2 separate regions of the Mus musculus genome follow, and region 1 is linked to region 2. The links are chromatin contacts, called in public Hi-C maps. All regions are on one chromosome and are shown on one strand. Each heading gives the region's core, a stretch centred on a gene start, on an enhancer-like site or on the middle of the called end of the contact. The rest is flanking DNA. Distances are from core to core; before and after follow the strand shown.

Evidence for each region. Hi-C and Micro-C count contacts between places; a contact is called where the count stands out from the background.
Region 1: a contact with region 2 is called in a Hi-C map of the N1E-115 cell line, with 5 times the contacts expected there. The contact joins two enhancer-like sites. A contact is called at or near these places in 4 of 15 datasets of contacts at CTCF or cohesin (the NIH/3T3 cell line, large pre-B cells, pro-B cells and 1 more), 32 of 484 Hi-C or Micro-C datasets (the 3T3-L1 cell line, B cells, the Ba/F3 cell line and 22 more) and 4 of 115 datasets of contacts at active chromatin or transcription factors (astrocytes, bone marrow-derived dendritic cells, embryonic stem cells and 1 more).

The regions. Positions count from the first base shown.
Region 1 is chr4:111,685,946-111,688,645 of GRCm38.p6, reverse strand. No RefSeq gene overlaps it. Among named protein-coding and RNA genes, the nearest start is that of Spata6, 33 kb to the left of the region's middle. Within about 2 kb of position 1,400, at least 67 of the 459 cell types and tissues checked have an H3K27ac peak or open chromatin away from gene starts, as enhancers often do. A contact at or near this core is called in the N1E-115 cell line, where this site is marked.
Region 2 is chr4:110,031,520-110,034,219 of GRCm38.p6, reverse strand. No RefSeq gene overlaps it. Among named protein-coding and RNA genes, the nearest start is that of Dmrta2os, 53 kb to the right of the region's middle. Within about 2 kb of position 1,394, at least 1 of the 459 cell types and tissues checked has an H3K27ac peak or open chromatin away from gene starts, as enhancers often do. A contact at or near this core is called in the N1E-115 cell line, where this site is marked.

The DNA.
Region 1 (2,700 bases), core at 151-2,650, 1.7 Mb before region 2:
TTCTCCTCCTCTCTCCTCCCTGTATCTCTGTCTGTCTCTATCTGTCTCTCTCACACACACTCACATACACATACATACATACACACACACACACACACACACACACACACACACACACCACAGTCTTCTCTCCATGATGCATCAAACCATTTTCCAGCAATACTACTTCCTTCTAAATCAAGAGAAGACGTGTTTTAAGATGTCTTCCCAATATCAAAACTGAGAAATTGTCTTGCTCAGAATTCTATCAAGAGTTGCTCTGCAGTTTAGAAAGTTTAGCACTGACAGCTGTGGTCGCGTGTGAATCACCCACTCAACATTTCTGGTGGAGTCAGTAGCATCTGCAGCTCCCAATTTGAAAATCAGAGGAAGAGATCGAAGTTTATGCTACTTTATTAAGTCTGTTTAACTTCTGCCACTGTGTCTGTGTGTGTTCCTACATGTGTGCATAGATGCATAGGCTGGACAAGAAATACTGCCTCAAGAGATCCTCCTGCCTCAGCTGAGACTACAGATTTTTCGTTGTGGCTTTTTATGCCATCCTATCATGTGATTTAGATGCAGATATGCATGTTATTCTCTTGCATGTTACAATTAGTTTGTTTCTCCAGTGTGTTAGAATATTGTATATGTTTTTGAAAGTTGATTATGCAAGTATGTATATATTTTATGTGACTTTCATGTAGAAGAGAGTGTTCAAAATGCCTTCGTAGTAAAAAGGTTGGGTCTGTGAGAGCTGAGTTCCTGCTTTTCCAGGGCAGAGCTTAGAGGAGAAACGTGGTAGCCAGAGCATAAGTTTTGAGCGCCCCCTGCTGGGGACAGAGACTGCTGCCATCCTGCTGCTTTCCCTCTTTCAGATTGTGGCGCCTGATAGCTTCCAGAGGCAATGGGAAAGGTGTTTGTGGATCTGAAAACCTCATCCTCAGGGTGGTGGTGGGGAAATGTGAAAAGGAATCTTAGAAATAACATTTAGGAAGAAGGAATGTGGACTACGTGTTCCTTTCTTTACTAAGCGCTGCCATGGACTAGCTGGTTCTGAACTGGAAGAGAGCTAGATGCTGAGGCTTATTGATGCGAATGCTGCCAAAATATTACAGGAAAAACATATTCCCGTTTTTTAGTTAAATAACAAAGTCATCTTTCTCTTACTCCTCATTGCAGCAACTTCCTGGCAGCCCACTGTCTTCCTTCTTTCTTCTTTTTCTTCCTTCCTTTCTTTCTTTTTTCTTTGTTTTTCTTTTTCTTCTTTCTTTTCTTTTTCTTTTTCTTTTTCCCTTTTTTGAGTCGGCATTACATTGATTTGATTAACTAAATGAAATCCAAAAGGACATCGGTGTATCTCTCCTGCTGTTGCATCTTGATTCCACGCGGTGGCACTGTGCTGAGCTGTGGACAGCACCACTGCAGAACTCAAAAGAAAGGGGAGGTTTGAAACTGTGCTGAGGAGAGACTAGTGAGATTTGCCGAGACTTGGGGAGGACAGCAGGAGCCTAAATAGCTCCCGCTCCAAGGCTCATACATTTTCAGTATTTACTTTCTCACATGTGTTCGGGAATTCAGCTTCCTGGAAGACACCGAGCGAACTCTCAAGGCCAGCCTCATTTGTCCTTTGACCCTGTTGGACCACACAGCCAAATTTACCCTGCACTTCCCTTAGTGTATCCCCCGGGTTTGCCAGCTTTCCTGTTGAATTTCCAAGACCGCTTCAATCTTCCCACTTTTAGATAATTTGACCTTCCTTCTGAAGGTGTCAGATCTCTTCTAGCCCTGTGTCACACTCAAGCATAGCTGCCAGCTGGCTTCTCTTAGGACAATGCTATTATTATACCTCTGGAAAACTTCTTTTCTAGTAGGAATTGGCCACAACTGTCTTAAGGAGAGGGACAGAGTTTATGTTATGCAAGGAAGAAACAAAAAACAAAAACCTAGCAGTTTGTACCATCTGCCTCAAGAGGTCCTGAGTCTCTTGTCTTTAGAAATACTTGGAGCAGACTGTTGTGAATCGCCCTCCAACCAACACCCCAGGAGGTGCAAGCACACCTGTGCAGTCACTTTGGGATGGTTCAGGAAGGACATGAGCCCCACTCCCCCCAAATGTGCCTACCATCACAGTTTCCCCCTCTTTTGTTGAAACTAATGAGTCACGATCAGAGTAATGTTTTTCTGTGACTCCAAAACCATTTTGCTTAATGAGGTACTAAGTCTTTATAATTAGGCCCAGAAGGAAAAGAGGACGTGGCCCTTAAGAGCAATAATTATTTCAGTTATTTATGGTAATAAAAAATTGAAAATAGGAATTCTTCCTCAGAATGCGACTATTTATTCTTTTACATATTGCCTAACAGGCAATTACCCTATTAAGGCAGCATTTTGTTGCTAAAGACATTAATTGAAATGTAAATTAAATGTAAATCAGCTAATTAAATTGATATGTAATGAACTTGTCAGGCAGGCCTCTCTGATCAGATGCATTTCACTAATAAACAAGCTTTGCAGCCTGCCCAACACACAACTGGGGCAAAGGGTTCCTAGTTGATCTGCACCTGGCAGGCAGCAAGAATGAAGGGGTGGGCTGTTCAGAACATCAGAAGAAGAGAACATTTGGTCATTGCTCTTGGAGACATGTGTCTTAGGATACCTACCTGGGCTTCTTTTTCTTCGGATGCAGAGTATCACATGAGAACACCTAAAAGTTCAACT
Region 2 (2,700 bases), core at 145-2,644:
CAATGGAAGTTTATTCCCTGCTATCATTCCTGGATGGACAACCTTTCACATGCCCAGGGACCCAGGACCCTTCCACATTGTGGCTCTGCTCCCTACACCCACCTAACTGTCAGAAAAGTTGGGAAATAGTCTGTGTGTCCTTGGGATGAGGAGACAAGTTTAATGAAAAAGGAAAGTCTTTGTCACTGCAGATCACCTATTGGCACTTAGAATCATACAGAACCAAAGACTCATTGAATGTAAACAGTATGAATTCAGAGAATGTTTAAACGTGGACTCAGAAAACTCTCGTCTCATGAACCCAGAATTGTAAAACAACCCTTCCCAAGACTCTGGAGAGTGTCAGTGGAGATGTCTATCCCCTTCGTAAGGTTTTAATGTCCTTGAGGGAAAGCAGGTGTCTTCTGCACCGCATATGTCCATAGCACGCCAGTTCCTGTTCACTGTAGTGGTTCCAGAGGGGGTTAGAGAAAGGTAAATGGGGCCCACTGAGCACCAGGCACCCCTCGAAGCACCCCGAATATTTAATTCTCCTACTTTTCACAACAGCCCCCATCAAATAGGACTTTGATTATCTCTACAGTTGACAGATGGGGGCAGGAGGACTGAAGGCAAGAGACCAAGGAAGCACACCAAGGTTGAGACATTTAGAAACATCCCAGAGACATCTGCAGACAGGTAGATGTTCAAATCAGGCAAGCAACTTCCTCATTTCCCTTCACCCTCTCCTCCAGTTGCAAAAGAGAACGACAGTAGTCATCTGGGCCTGGCTTGAGGTATGAATATTCTTGCAGGTGGAGGACAACACACTTTGTCACTTGCTCCCCAAACTTCTTGTATGCTGTCCCCATCGCAGTGGGAAAACTGGCAAGGCCATGTTCATTTCCGGGGGTGGGGAGGAGATTGAAGTCAGTCTGAAGCAGGGGCTATGCAAGAGCTTATCTACCCACTCACTAAAGAGACCTCACTGGCTCCATCTAATTAACAATAAACCAGATGCCCCAACACAATCCCCTTCTACATCTGTAGCAGGCTGACAGCCTAAAAATGCCAGCCTCCTCCTTGTGTGTCAGCTAAATGTCATTGGCGACATTTGATGCAATTCAGAGATGAAAGTAAATCCAATATTATCGCTGACTAAATAACCACAGGCCTAATCAGGGGGCCCCAAGCCCCAGAGCACAATGGGGGGAGAAGGCAGCCCAGCCTACAGGAAGGTAGGAGAATAGACTGCTTCCAAAATAACCAACCACCAGCTGCCCACGGACAGCAAACCAACTTGATGCCCTACTTCTGCTGGGAAGGATTGGGAGTGACAATCCCCAAGGCCAGCTGTTGAAGGACAGAGAGTTGTCCCTTCTCTCTGGAACTCAGTTCTTCGCCTGTTACAAGAACACAGGCAAAGCAGTACCTGCAGAGAAGAACTCATGCCATCATGAAGGGCAGCAATTCAGTCACCTAGTCAGCCCTTATTTACATGAGAGACCCAGGTCTGGGTGCTGGGGTGTAGCATCTCACGCAAAGACTCTAAGCACCATGGACATAGACACCAGTTCTCCCCTGTACAAACTGTATCTCAGCCCAGCCCACTAGGAGCTCAGATATCTGTGCAGTGAATGAACACAGGAGTGAATGAAGAAGTCTACTTGCTGCCCCCCCCCCCAGGCCTAGCAGCTCCTCAGGAGGCTGTGTGGTCCTCAAGAACTGAGATCAGGTATTCCTTGTCTCCTGGTGTCCAGTGCCCAGCAGAGCAATGACAACCACGATACAAACTGTGTTAGTTCCCACCGTGTGTGATGCAGATGAGCAGGGTGGACAGGCGGCTTCCCAGTGGTTCCAAATCCTAAAAATATAAAAGAGCATGAACCCTCCATATACACTACGAGACTGAAATCAGCATCTCCGATGAGAGGCAGCTGGCCACAAGAAGTTCCAGGTGTTATCCTGAGGAAGACGCGGTGCTTACACAGGGTTCTAGACAACAACGCGAATCACGGGAAACATCAGACAGCCCAAAGTGAGCAACGAATCCTCTGAAAAGGGGCCTGGAGGAGGAAGAGGTGCAGGGAGTGGCACACTGTGTCTTCAAAAGTGTCACCGTCATAGAAGACTGAGGAGCACTGAGGGCCTGCTTCAAGCCACCAGGAGCTAAGGAAACATGACAACGAAATACAACAGGGCTCCGGGGCTTCATGAAAGCTTCAGGAGTGGTTTCTCCTGCTTTTAACCAATCATTCCAGATTGAGTGTCTTAAACAACAGAAGTGTATTTATGATAGGGACCCCTTTAGAAGGGCATCGTTCAGTCTATAACAGTCAATAATTGAGAAAACTTTTGAATCAATCTTTTAAGTGTGTTGAAGCTACTCCTAAAATACATGCCTTAAAGCATTTAGAGGCAAAGAGCTGTAACGTGTTGAATTTCCTCTCAGGCAGTTCTGGGATTATATTTGTGTGTGATATAGGAGCGGCAACAATAAGGCGGATGCAATGCTATACCATAGGTGCTTCTGTGCAAATAATTATTAATAATAATAATAAACATAAACTATTTTGAATTTTTATGTAAACTGGAATTGATTTCCGAATTGTAAGGGGCTGTTTCCACTGGAGGTTGCTCAAGAGTAGAAAAGCAGGGGCCCTGAAGTGGACATGTAAGGGTTCTTTGCAAAGTCAGTTGTGTTGGATGGTGTTTGGCTGG